Regions from separate parts of the Zea mays genome. Here region 1 is linked to region 2. The links are chromatin contacts, called in public Hi-C maps. All regions are on one chromosome and are shown on one strand. Each heading gives the region's core, a stretch centred on a gene start, on an enhancer-like site or on the middle of the called end of the contact. The rest is flanking DNA. Distances are from core to core; before and after follow the strand shown. Region 1 holds the start of TRNAG-UCC (transfer RNA glycine (anticodon UCC)). Region 2 holds the start of LOC100502161 (jasmonate-regulated gene 21).

Region 1 (7,072 bases), core at 2,321-4,820, 540 kb before region 2:
TACGTCTTGTAGAAACGGTACGTTTGAGAACTCGCACTCCATGAAATGCTCGGCTAACTCAAATGTAGTCTTGGGCACAGACGACTATGACCCAAATTGTCATATTCCGCAGCATATATGTAACAGAGATTGGGATAGAAAAGAGCGTGTCATGACCTAATCTCTATTCTAGGAGTTTAGACAGTGTTAGTTTTCGTAAGTCCCATGCGAAACGCTTTGACAAGCAATTGGAGTCCACTAATACTATAATAACAAGTTGGTTTCATAAGTTATTGTACTGAAACATGTGATAAATACATAAACTGAATAAAATTACCACAGCAGCGTCTGTAGTCCAACGGTTAGGATAATTGCCTTCCAAGCAATAGACCCGGGTTCGACTCCCGGCAGACGCAATTTTGTTGTTTTTTTATTTTTTTTGCTTAGCTAACCTCTGTACGAATATGAAGGTGTGAGGAGCTATATATCCGCCAGTTTCCATTTTGATTTAGATGCATTTGGTGATGTGTAGATAAAGTAGTTAAATTTCAACCTGTTCAAAGATAAAAACCAAGCTTCACATGTTCTTTTTGTCTGTTCTGTCACATCGGCAAACGGTCGGTAGGTATCGATGCTGTGGGCCTGTGACGTATATGACTTTTAGGCCCAGTTTAAGGTTTGTTCCGTTAGAAGTGAATGTTACTAATCAAACAAACTCAAACTTCTGCAAAATGGTGGAGCTGTCTGCCACTTTGTCACAAGCTCTGTCATTCCCCTTCCAAAAACGATAACAGAAATGTTACTTTAATATAGAAATTGAAAGTCAAATTATATTGAATAAAAAATACACCTCCCATTCCAAATTGTAAACCACTTTAATTTATTTAAATCAGATTTGATATATCTAGCAAAGTTAATATAAAAAATAAAACGACTCATCTTATATTTTCTAAGGTCCGGTTTGGAAGCAACAAATCTTTGAGAAATTGGTTTATAGAAATTGAGTTATTTTCAAATAGACCAGTTTATGCTTCAGTTTTCAGAAACTAGATTCCCAATTTCTAAGAAACCAATAAGCTAACCTTCTCTAGCTAAAACCAATTTTTGCCTGGCAAATTACGTACCACCCTTAATTGATTTGGTGGAAATTATGGAGATTACCACCGCTCTTAGACCTATGCATACGATCCCCATGATGCTTGCTTTGTCCTATTTGAATGTTTAATTATTATATGAAAATCTTAAATTTAAAAAGAGTTTAATCTATATTTAAAATTGGCATCAGAGAAAAATGAAGGGAACAATGGAATCAATTACTTTGAAAATAGAGCAAGGGTAGACTTGTCTTTGTGTATCGAAAAAGCTAGAAACTGGTTTTCAGGAAACTAGGTTCCAAACACGCACACCCAAATTTTTTTCCCATAAATCAGTTTCTAGAAACTGGGAATAGAAACCAATTGTTTCTTAGAAATTGTGGTGCTTCCAAACGGGCCCTAGATCAAAAGCAATACAAACAAGCATGTTACATTTATGGATTTGTACTTTGGAAGTTTAGATCTAACAACTAAGACACGAAACTAACGCATTAGGATTAAATGTCCTCTGTTCTCTCTATAATTCACCTTCATCTTTAATGTTCAGATCCACTATTGAGAACAAGGTCTCCTACCAAAGGTGTAAGGTAACAAATGTTGTTTATAGTCTTTATTTCATGTCAAGGAGATTGAAAAGATCCAAAGTACTTCAACCTTCATCCACTAAATCCTCGTTAGACTGCTTTAGCTAGCCAAAAACGAGTTGAGAGTAGATAAAGGAAAGAGTGATGTAAGTGGAGCTTTGATGATGAAAGCGAAAACCTTAATCGGAAGCGATGCCCAAAGAAGGCCTCGACTGAGAGATGTGTGTGGCATGTTTGCATAGTGAAAACTCAGAAATGTACATCTCTAAATGTGAATCAATAGTATGTAAACGTGAGGGGCAAAAATATAACTTCACACAAGATAATAAGGAATCTCAGTCCTATAAATATATAAACAATATGACCGCTAAAAAGGTCGGCTATTTGTGGAATTTGCATTTGCCATTGTCACATGCCCTGTAAAAGCATCCGAAGGTATAATCATGTTTCCAAAGATCTTGTTAATGTTGCAGGAAATGAGGATCCATTTTGTGAGGCAATCAAGCAAAAGGTTATTGAAGAAGAGGCTCCTGAAGTCACATCCACTCCACAAAGAACAGCACTTGACAACACTCCAATTTGTGGACAAAGCCTACCACATGACGATGAGCAAAGTGAAGATGATGAGACCGCGTCGTATTAATGAGGGGGTGGTAACAACTAAATCTTAAGTGCATGGTGCTTTCAAATTTTACTCATTATGTATCTTGTGTAGCCACTTAGGAAGAGGAAGCAGTCGAGGGCATATATTGGTTGTTGGTTATGAAGGAGAAGTCTGATTGTAATTGAAATTGATCATCCACAACAAGCAATATAGATGAATTGAGTTTCCTTTGTGGACTTCAAACGAAGAACTTTATTTAAGATGAAGCAAGTTTGTATTCAGCCATGCATCCTATGAGTTGGTTTTAGGGCTGGGCATTCGGTTTTTTCTAAACTTCGGTTCGGTTTTTCGGTTTTAAAAAACTTCGGTTTTACAGACATTAGAAATCGATCGGTTTTCTAGAAAATGAAAACCGAGAAGTTCGGTTTCGGTTTTTTACTTCGGTTTTTCGGTAAAAACCGAATACCAAACTTATACTCAAGACAATACATACAACAAGTTTACATGATAGATTACACATAATTTTAAAAAATAAAAAATTTATAGGTACAAATATTTAGAAATACATCATAAATCACATAGAAATAAGTGAATAACAATTTAATTGTATCACATATTTAGTTCACATAATTAAATAGTCAAATTTGATAATTGATAAAGTTTGGTATTCGGTTTTTTTGGTATTTCGGTTTGGTATACGGTGAAAACCGATTACGATACCGAAAACCGAACTTATTAGATACAAAAACCGAAACCGAACCGAACTACTGAAAAAACTGAAATTTCGGTTCGGTTCGGTACGGTTTGGTTTTCGGTTTATGGTAAAAAGTGCCCACCCCTAGTTGGTTTATTAAAGGAATTGAAAGCTTGGTTCACATTAGAAGATAGATGTAAAACTCAAAGAAAGCCAGGAATAAAGAATCGAGCTCAAGTTACGAAGAGGTAATTATCGCTCACAATTCAAGAAGCCTCTAATTGAAGGGACGTACTAAACCCTGTCACATGATAGATCGTTAAAATTTTCGTTCTCATTCATGTTATGGTCAGCTACATGCTTAATTAAACGGTTGCAAGACACGGGCACGACTCCCGTGCTGACATTGTGGTGCGAAAACCGTAACCCGCTCGCTAATTTCCTTGTCTGCTGAGTGCTCATATCGACTGATCAGGCCGACCAGCCTATGGTCCGCGCTAGATTAGGTCATTGTCCGAGTCGGTGGTAGCGGCAACAGTATAGGTCAGTAGCACAGGATGTCTGCGCATGCACATGGTCGCGCCAGGTTTTGGTTGGACGGGGGGTACTAGTCGTAGTCGCCACCAAATAATTTCACGGCGATGGTGCGCCGCGTGTATGCTAATAGGTGAGGTGCGTGAGGTCCAAGGCTCCAGGCAGCCTTTGCAGCGTGCAGCCTTTCCACTTTCGATCGAGGGCAGGGGCACCCACCGTCACGTGGGCATGCATTTGACATGTTACTACTAGATGAGTCATCACGGAGCACAGGAACAGTCCAGCCGACCTGCAACTGCAATTGCCTGGGCCTGGCTACTGGCTAGCATTCGGTGGTCACTGACTGGTGAATGAAACTTCTAGTAGTACTGGTAGCTCATGGATCAAGCACCAAGCGCGCCTTCCAACCTCCTAATTAAACACCTGTCCGGAGGTGAAACGGGCAAGGCAAGATTGTCCCTTCTTCTTTTTTCCCGGAGGTGAAACGTACAGTGGTAGTTAAGTAGCTGCCAGCAGCTGTTGCAGAGACGGTTCAGAGGAGCTGTAAATCTAGACAAAAAAAGAAGGCAACGAATTCGATCAGGAAAACCCTATCTCCTATTCCAAACTTGACTGGGCGAACGTCGCAGTCCACCGTGTGCACAAGCAGGCAGGCATGCTGCTTCGTTCATTGTCCTACTAGTAAAGTGCTCGCGCCCCGTTTCTTGACGTGTTTACATAAGATACAAAATCTTATTGCTTAGAGATGTATATATACATATATAATTGTTTGAAGTAGTAGAGTAGTTTAGGTCGTAAATAATATAACATGAGCAGTGTGAACGCTATCTTACATTGATATTGTGTGTAGCTTACCTTATGCCTTCAGTGAAATCTGCTCGAGCTATCTTCATACTGAATTAGAACTCTATAGTTTTTTAGTATGCTGTGATAACTAACAAGGAAATTATTATAATATATATAAACTAAAAAAAAACACCTCAGCAAAAGGTGTGTCTAGCAATAAAAGAGCATATGCCATGCTTAGTTAGTCTTTGTGCATAAAGTGAGCTACAATTGTCTATGAGGACAAAAAAATGATTTCAATTAGGAAGGATGAATAGTAATGATAACTTACATGCTAAATGAAAAAGATTTTTTTTTGAAACCCTGCAGGTCAATAGATTAGTTGATAAAAGAAGAAGAGCATTTAGCATATCCATTCTACAGGCTTGTTGAGAACAATAGAATTGAGAAACCCTTTCTTTAATCTATCAGTTGAAGCCTTAAGGATCTCTTTATAGTGTTTCCCATAATTACAATTCCTGTAGTTTGCAAATTGGAACTGCGGAAATATGAAACTTCCATCAGGCGTATGTTCAAATAAGAGTTATAAAGTCACTTGTTCATATGAAGAAACCTGAAGGAAAAAACCCCAACCTTGATAGGAGGCAGGAGCTGTGCATAAAAGAAGAGGTTTCACCCATTCATTTTCTGCTGGACAAATGAATGACTCACAAACCCAAGAAAGCAAAATACAACTTGGTTTATTAGCATTCGAAGTCGTAATGAGTATGCAACTAAACAATTTGAGTGATTCTTGGTTGATATAGTTGTATCGATGTTTATACATGTTGACATGCATACGTATATACAAGGATAACACATTTGATCTATGAATCTGTGTCAGTGTTGCTATAGTTTATAAAAGGCAATTATATATTTGTTTTCTCAGCATCCAAAGTCAATATGAGTAATGAACTTAGACCCTATTTGGAAAACCCAGTTTTTAAAAAACCCGTTTTTAGAGAGACCAGCTCCTTGATTTTAAAAAACCGAGAATCTAATTTCTATAAACTGAGTCATAAACTGGTATGCTTGGAACCTCCTTAATTTTTATAAACCAGTTTTTTTAAAAAAAATTATTGCTATCAAACAGAGTTTTAGTAATCTAAATATTTCGTGTATCATGATGAAGATGTATGTATGCATGTAGATATAATCATTACAAATTGCATTTATTGTATACGCATTTATCGATGGAATCTAAAAGTTTTGCAAAGAATATATATTGGAAAATGCAGTAAGGGAATAAGTGAATACAGACAGTCAAATAATTCTGTAATGTTCCTTGTCCTGTTATTATTCCTGTAAGCCATTTTCTCCTTACTCACCGAAGTGCAAATGACACTATAGAACTTTAGTTGGGTTCAGATTTAACAAATTTCTGTAATGTGCTTATAGACATCTCTAAATTCACAACGGAAAATATGGAAATGGTAGATTCTAGAGCATTTTCAAGCCACGTGTATGTATTCTTCATGTCTAATCACTTCAGAGAGAGAATGTACCAATACGAAAAAAGTGAAGGTCACAAAAACCTGTAGCTTTGATTATAAACGGGGAAAAACGACCAGGAAAAAAAATCAAAACCGAAGTCACATATTTAATTTGCAACCTGGAACAGCCGAATCGTAAAAAGTTAATATGAAAAGTTAATATGGATGGCAGTGGCACACATATCTTTTTCGCAGTTGGTACGCGATAGGATGAAGCAGATGCAGACGGTGAGCCATGCAGTGGTGCGAATTGAGGACGCGGCGCGGAGCAGCGGCAAATCGCGGTCGGTAATACCGAAGCCTGGAGCGGTGGAGCCGGGGACTTGAAGGACGCGGCAGTGCAGCGCGAAGACTCACGGTCGCGGAGACAGCGAGACTCGGAGGTCGGAGCGGTGGAGCGAGGAGCCGGAACAGGATGGACGCGGTGGACTCGTGGCTGTGGAGACGGCCAGACGGGGGCGCTGCGGCGTGGTTACTCTTACTCAGCTAGGGGAGGAGGGGATATCTACCGGCGCTTTCATGGACTGTTCTTTTTTTTCCCTCTTCCCTGGCCTTCGTTTGCCGTCGCGAACCATCGCGTGGCTGTTCAGGGACCGTTTCTGTGGCGACACGCGCAGAGAGGTTCTAGACGTCGTTCAAATCTAATCGAACGACTGAAAATTCTAGAGGTGACGTGGATATCTTCAGAGCTCGCCATTCCTCCCTGCTTTAATATATAGAAATTTATTGCACGTACGCCGTGGCGGAGACACGCAATAATTTCACAGCGCCAACCAGACTCGTATGCTAGCTTTACTGCGAAAGCCAACATGCATGTCATAAGTTACTGTCCTACCCGGCCAGTCGAGTACAGTACCCTCTACCAGTCTGCCTGGAACAAAGCATGCATGTCCTTGAAACACCAAGAGTCCCTAGCGCGCGGTAACAATCTCCCAGGATCATAACCAACTATATTTAGAGATAAGCATTTCTATGTTTAATAAGCCTTTCTCTGTTTAACACCCCCCGTCAATCTTGACTAAGTGCAACGATGTTCAGGTTGCCCCTGTTGACACATTTTTAGGGCGCCAATCACTAAACACGAACCAGCGACGGTGCTCTCTGCGCAAGGGCGAACGGTCCGCGGCTTGGCTCGAGGCTAGGGTTTCTGCCTGACGGCTGGATGGTCCGTGCGTACGCAGGGGCGGCGGAAGATCGCCGGCGACGCCTGGATCTCGCTCCCGGGAGGGACCCCATCGGGGAGGAGAGATCCTAGGTGATGTCTA
Region 2 (7,246 bases), core at 547-3,046:
AGAGTTGACGAGAACTATGCTCTAGCTATGCCTAATCGAGGATCCAATTGTTTTGTAGGGATCCCTAACCCACCTTATATCCGACAGAATTAGGGTTTACATGGTTAAGTAGATCGCTATTGCTATGCCTTCATCTAAGGAGTTGACTCAGACTAATTCGCAAGTGTGTGAATCTCTATCCGGCTTATCTTGTCTTATGCATGCACGGGAGTTGGTTACGATGCCTTCACACCCACGTATTCGAGTTCTGCATCATCCTTTGGCCGAGTTCGACTAATCAGTCTTCGAGGTTTATCTCTCTAGCCCACTGAGGTACTATAACGGTCCACAGACTGAATCTGGGTCGCGAGGACCCAGTGGATATATATACCCGACAGCAGCTGGCCACAATACTTCTTTGGAACGTCGGGAGATGTCCGTTCACGATCGTGGTGGAAACGAGCGTTGCGGTGGCGGAGAGGACTGTTAGTGTATGTGTGGGCCCGAAGGACGGCGGGACTGCGATGGCGGAGAGGGTTGTTGGTGTATGCGTGGGTCCGAAGGACGGTGGGACTTCGGTGGCGGAGAGGGTTGTTGGTGTATGCGTGGGTCCGAAGGACGGCGGGAGAGGGTGTGTTTTTGGATGGAAGTGGCATATACAAAGCAAGGGAGACAATGACTATGGAGGTAATGGCCACACTAATAGCTTGTTCAGTTATGGGTGGATTGAGGGGGATTAAATCTTGAGGATTTATGTCTCCAATCACTCTCAATCCATCCATAACCAAACATAAATCCTTAGGATTTAATCCCTCTCAATTCACTCATAACGGAACAAGTTCTAAAGATGTCTGACCTTCGTAAGATTTGTGGAGCCAAGGTGGGTGCCTCGTCAGTGTCATAGCATCAACAACGGGAACACACCGAACACAAATATATACAACATGACAACATCGACGTTGTTGTCTATGACACCAAACTATTTTAGCTCGACTCTATAGCTGCATTTGACGCCAACCTCTATGGTCCAGAATCAAGATTTTGACTAGCAAGGATATAAATGTGATTTTTTTCTGGAAAAAAAGGATTAAATTAAAATCGGTCGGACCGGACGAGAGGCTAATAGGTGCCTGTTTGGTTCAGCTTTTTTCTGACCAGCTTTTCTGAGAATCTGGCTGTGGGGAGAATCTGGCTGTAGGGAGAATCTGAGTATCATTACGATTACGTGTGGAGGAAGATAAAGTTATTCATAGGGCTTAGGATCTAGAAAGTGACGGATTCCTACTATTACAACGACTCAACCGATTATATGTTTATGTTGATTTTGGATGGTTTTTGCCCCAACGAATTTTATAGAAGCTGACTGAAAAGCTGAGCGTTTGGCAGTTCGCAGCAGCTTTTGGTGGCCAGAAGCTGCCAGAAGCCAAAACAAACAGGGTCTAGTAGTAGTACGTTTACAACCCAGTCCAGCTGCCCATCCAGTGGTCAGCATCAGCCACAGCCGATCCGGCACAAACAAAACAATAATAACGCACAAAAAACACGTTTCAACCCTTTTTGGCTTTTGGTCCCCCGCGGTGCCCAGCCGTCAGCTGTGTGCGTCGCTCTCGCCGCTCGCCCCCCGGTCCCCGCGGCCGCGCGGATCGACAACCAGACCAGGCGAGCATGTCCGCCCAGAGGACCGAACAAAGCAGAGCTACCACCTACCAGCAGCTCGATCGCTGGCATTGTTTTTTTTCTCTCGTAAACGTCTCTTTCCATCTCTGACTATATATACCCCTGTTGGGTCTCGATCTCACTAGCTAATTAAGCCATCCAAAGCATCAAGGGGCCGGCCCAAGCACACCGCAGGCTCAGCCGTCCACCTCTTTCTCTCACTCTCTCTTCAAGAACTACTCGAGGTCTAGCTAGCTAATTGACCCAGTACGTAACGTTCCCTTGTAGTACGTTCTCTCTACTCTCGCTGGTATTCTAGCGAATCAAGCTCATCATCAGCTTGATCAAACGTGTTTTGATTGGCACAGCACGCGTCGTCCATACCTCACCCTCATCATCTCCACACTGCATGTGCATGAGTCGTTGTCGTCGTCGTCAGTCGCCACACCGGCATTCCCATGATCCCATCTCGTGCCATGTCGCGCTCCATTTAATTCCCGAGCAAGATCGGAGACCGATCCCCTCCTCGTGTTTTCCCCCACCTTTTTCGCGCGTTGAATGCATATGCCGTAGTCACCTAGTTTCCCACGTACTGTACGTCGTATAGGACCCAGAACCCAGTATGGCAGTATGCACTTCTTCCTCGCTCTCAGCAGCATGCGCCGATCGTTAATTCTTTTCACTGTTTGCATGCATATAGGCTGCGCGCGGCGGCAGGGAAGGGACGATATAGATACACACAGATGGCGGACTGCATGCAGGAGTGGCCGGAGCCCGTCGTCCGCGTGCAGGCGCTGGCCGAGAGCGGCCTGTCCGTCATCCCGCGCTGCTACGTCAAGCCGCCGTGCGACCGCCCCGCCGTGTCCCCGGCGGCGGCAACGACAGTCCAGGAGACCACGGAGCCCTCGGACATGAGCATTCCGGTCGTCGATCTCGGCGCGCTGCTGGCGGCGGACGGCGGCGCCGCCGTCACCGAGGCCGTCGCCGCCGCGTGCCGGGAGTGGGGCTTCTTCCAGGTGGTCGGCCACGGGGTGCGCCCCGAGCTGTTGCGCGCGGCGCGGGAGGCCTGGCGCGGCTTCTTCCGCCGCCCGCTCGCGGAGAGGCAGCGCTACGCCAACTCGCCCCGCACGTACGAGGGCTACGGCAGCCGCCTCGGCGTCCAGAAGGGCGCCGCCCTCGACTGGGGCGACTACTTCTTCCTCCACCTCGCGCCGGAGGCGGCCAAGAGCACGCCCAAGTTCTGGCCGGCCGTGCCCGGCAACTGCAAGTACGCCCACTTCCAAATTTCGTACCCTTCTTCTTGGAAAAAAATTTGTTGCAGTCCGGCTGCAAACCAGGCTGTTTGCAGCCCCTCACAAAAAGGAGGATAGGTCCCACCCGCAGGTAAATAATACAACTAAAACGTTATCTGGTGGACCTGCAGGTGGGGCCTATCCACCTTTTTGTGAGGGGCTGCAAATAGCCTGGTTTGCAGCCGGGCTGCAACAAATTTTAGCGTGCCTTCCCATCATGCATGTGCATGCATTTAGAGCTGTGGCGATGTTGTTATGTACTAGGTAATCAACACGAGGCTAGCTCCGATTCCATCCCGTTTGGAACACATGCATGAAATAATTTCTGGCTATCGAGGAGAATTGAACTGTTCTTATGAAACTTTCATTAATTATGTGTAGGAGTACTATATAAGGTGCTGCTACATAGACCCCCCGGCCCCTAGGAAGAGTGGGCTAGCTTGAGTTTGATTGAACCCTGCAAGCTTTGAGATTCACCTTTTCTTCTGTTTGGGCATATGCCTATATGGAAGAAAAAGTGAATCTCAAAGTTTCACAGTTCAACATTTTAGATGATGCTATATATAGTTCATATGATTATATGGCTTTGTTTTTTGTGTATATATTAAATACAATATGTTTAAACAAGAGTGTGTAGAAAAAGGATGTCCTTGGCAAAAAAATGTTTTTTATCAGTGACATACTGCGAAAACTACACAGCTATATTTAATTGTTCTATCCTTAATGAACACATATTTAGGATTAATGATGTTTTACCAGAGAGAACGACAGTGCACTGACTGTTAGGAAATAGATTAACGTAACTGTCCCTGCCCATGCATGCCGTACTTCTCCAGCAACCATTACATCTTGTTCCCTAGTCATTGGGTGGAGCCGGCCTAAAATGCATAGATAACACTTTTAAGTACTCCATAGAAAACAAGTCCCGCCGTAGCAATGACTCAGCGTCCAAATACAACACGTGCATGAAAAATGGAAAGTAGGTCCATGGTGCTTTCATGCATGCAAAATGCCTAGAGAGCCACAGCGCAACGCATGCAGCTGGTCAAGAATTCCAAAGCTATGGGGGTAGGCGAGTAGCACGGCACCGGGACGTGCTGCTGCTAAATCATAAAAGGGGTGTCCCTGTCGTTGTAGACCTCGTTCCTAGCACGCTTCTACTCCTGCATGCATGCCAGGTGCCAAATTGGCTGTGCTGGGACTGCCCGTTGCTGCAGTAAAAAACCGGCACATACACGTGGTCGAAGGACAAGATTACTGTTAGTTACTGACATGCACGTACGTACAACAGTATAGCTAGTAGCTAGCGGCTCATGTACTGTATTGATGTGTATACATCATGTGCGTGTATATATGCTATATACAGGGAGGTGTCCGAGGAGTACGGACGCGAGGTGGTGCGGCTGTGCGAGCTGCTGATGCGGGTGATGTCAGTGAGCCTAGGGCTGGACGAGGCGCACCTTCAGCGGGCGTTCGGCGGGGCGGGCTGCTGCGGCGCCACCCTGCGCGCCAACTACTACCCGCGGTGCCCGCAGCCGGACCTGACGCTGGGCCTCTCCGCGCACTCGGACCCGGGCGTCCTCACCGCCCTCCTCGCCGACGAGCACGTCCGCGGCCTGCAGGTCCGCCGTAGCGCCGGCGACTGGGTCGACGTGCGCCCCGTCCGCGACGCCTTCATCGTCAACGTCGGCGACCAAGTCCAGGTAATATAGCAACCAACATCGTTCCAGCTAATTAAGCTAGGTATACATCTTGTGCATGTTGGCTGTATCGTCCCTACTCTCTACTATAGCTAGCGTGCCCGATCGCGCGTCGTCCACAGCTCGTCTAGATGCGTGGCTTCCTGGAGCTACGTACTAGTCGATGTCGACGACAGATCTCTGTCACGTATTGTACAAACGTGAAGTATTTGGTCTTGTGGTTGGTCGGCACTCCTACACGCGTACAGCTAGTTAGTGCGCTGCCGCTCGCCTTGCATCGGTTGGAATTTAAAAGAATCGATAGCTAGCTGCATCTCTGGATAGATAACTCGTGAATGATTAGTTTTATTAAAAACACTTTAAGGACAAAAGGATCCGATCGATGGATCTTATCTGTGTATACTATACGTCAGGAACAGTCTTAATTCAGCTCTGCTTATAAAAAAAACCTGTATTAATTCAGCAGGTAGTTGACTCTGAAACAAACTAATCGTCGGTGTACGTGCATGCTGGAATCAATACTAGATAGATGCTACTAGCTAGTACTACTCCTATATCAGTACTAGCTAGTAGTTTGCATGAGAACACATGCATGGGCGGTGAGCCGGTGACGATCATCGATCGAGCGCAATCTTAAGATTTATCGTGCACAAGCAGCAACCGAGGACAGAGTTGCATGCATGTTACCGTACTGTACGGTGACAACTGACGAATCGCGCGCACCACGCGCGAAAGCACATGCACAGGTGCACAAGCCAATCATCTGTATATCCCACGTATATGTTGCATGCACCGGCGGCCAGCCAGCTGGCAGCCGCTAACAATATTTGCACCTGTGTAGTTGTAGGCTCTGTGTAGACTGTAGTACAACTGTACAAGTTAGCTAATCCCCTGCTCCACATGCATGAACAGAATTACTGTTAGGCCCCGTTTATTTCGTTGGAATTGAATTTCATTTTAATAATTATAATTTAGACAAAACTAATTAAGTTTATATATTTATATATCTAATATATTTGTATATTATCTTAAATCATATGAGAGAGATAGTTATATACTACATTAATGTTATAGCAAAGCAAGTAGAAAAGTGTCTTATAAGTTGTACATCGAAAAAATAGCATGTAAATCTATAGAATCAATTTTCATCTCTCACCATATGAATTTGAGATAGACTTATATGATAACTTTAGAAAGTGGTGAAATGTCACATTCTAAAAAATAGCATATTTCATTAGTAAGATTTTAATTCCTCAAAATGAAAGAAAACAAACGGGGCCTTACCGTAATTAATAAACTTCAACTAGAAGTAACAGACCAACGACCGTACCGCTGTATATCTAATGGTGTAAGTATATATGTGTCAATGTATGCATGCATGCTACTGTTTACGTACGTAACTCCACCTTTCCTTTTGAATACGAATGCTAGATGCATGTAACTGTCCGTTCATGCATGCATCGAAAAAACCTCGCTCATATATAGCTATAATTAATACTGACACTGAGAATGTTGAATTATTTATTCACTCATGCATGCATGGACAGATAATGAGCAACTCCGTGTACAAGAGCGTGGAGCACCGGGTGGTCGTGAACGCCGAGGAGGAGCGCATATCCCTCGCCATCTTCTACAACCCCAAGGGCGACGTCCCCATCTCCCCGGCGCCGGAGCTGGTCACGGCCGCGAAGCTGCCACCGCTCTACCCGACGATGACCTTCGACGAGTACAGGCTCTACGTGAGGAGTAAGGGCGCCAGGGGCAAGGCGCAGATCGAGGCTCTCAAGGGCCAGGCATCACCAGAAAATTAATTAATTCGCCACCATGCACCTGCAGCCTACGTACATTAATTACAGTACGTACGTACTAGCTTGCTAGTTAATAAACAACTGCGTGTGTATCCTAGCTAATGGCAATTGCTAATATAATCTGGAGTTAGTTGGCTACATGCTATGAGTTGGCTGGCTCCACCGGCGGACCAAGTATAATCTTATCTGAAATAACACATGCATGTGTAAGACCAACCTACTACCTTCGGTACCACTTAGTACATATATAATGATCGCATGCATATATGCGCGTGGTGCATGCAGTTGCTCGGCAGTCAACTGCCGCTCAGAGTTGTGCACGTACGACCAATCATATTTAAATTTAAGCAATAGTCTATATTATTATATATATCGTCGTATACATAATGATAGATTCATATAAATGGGAGACTGTACTGTTTACAAGTTTGAAATGAGAGATAAGGATGAGTAAGGGTGGGGAATCAGCCCACAGAGACCGTGCAAATTAATGGGATGTGACCGCTTTCCTTTAGTATTCAGAAGATTCAATTACAATTCGTTGCCTGTTGTCCAGCTCTCCTCTCCCACTGTCTCGGCTTATATATATATGTGCCAAATCAGTCGCTCGGTACAGCCGTTGCCTGTTTGTGCGAATTTGATAATGCAAGTCAATGAGCTTGAGCAGGACTTTATGCTACAAACGTAAGGTCACCCTCTGCTCAGTAAGATGGAGTACAATCACGATTTGACGGTGCTGCAAGTATGGCCGCCATTCGTCAATAATTGCCATAAAGATTGCCAAACACTCCTCGATGAAGCTTGGTTTCTT

Evidence for each region. Hi-C and Micro-C count contacts between places; a contact is called where the count stands out from the background.
Region 1: a contact with region 2 is called in a Hi-C map of ear, with 2.0 times the contacts expected there. The contact joins the enhancer-like site here to the promoter of LOC100502161 in region 2. A contact is called at or near these places in 2 of 25 Hi-C or Micro-C datasets (ear and tassel).

What each region holds. Positions count from the first base shown.
Region 1 is chr3:188,483,944-188,491,015 of Zm-B73-REFERENCE-NAM-5.0, reverse strand. TRNAG-UCC (transfer RNA glycine (anticodon UCC)) reads left to right here and starts at 324; the gene lies at 324-395. Within about 2 kb of position 3,570, at least 13 of the 20 cell types and tissues checked have an H3K27ac peak or open chromatin away from gene starts, as enhancers often do. A contact at or near this core is called in ear and tassel, where this site is marked.
Region 2 is chr3:187,946,321-187,953,566 of Zm-B73-REFERENCE-NAM-5.0, reverse strand. It overlaps LOC100502161 (jasmonate-regulated gene 21), which reads left to right and starts at 1,796. Exons shown (of 4, transcript NM_001196639.1): 1 at 1,796-1,902; 2 at 2,336-2,902; 3 at 4,294-4,630; 4 at 6,175-6,572. The coding sequence starts at 2,379. The coding sequence ends at 6,438. It overlaps LOC100193977, which reads right to left. Exons shown (of 2, transcript NM_001139045.1): 2 at 6,925-7,246. The coding sequence ends at 7,156.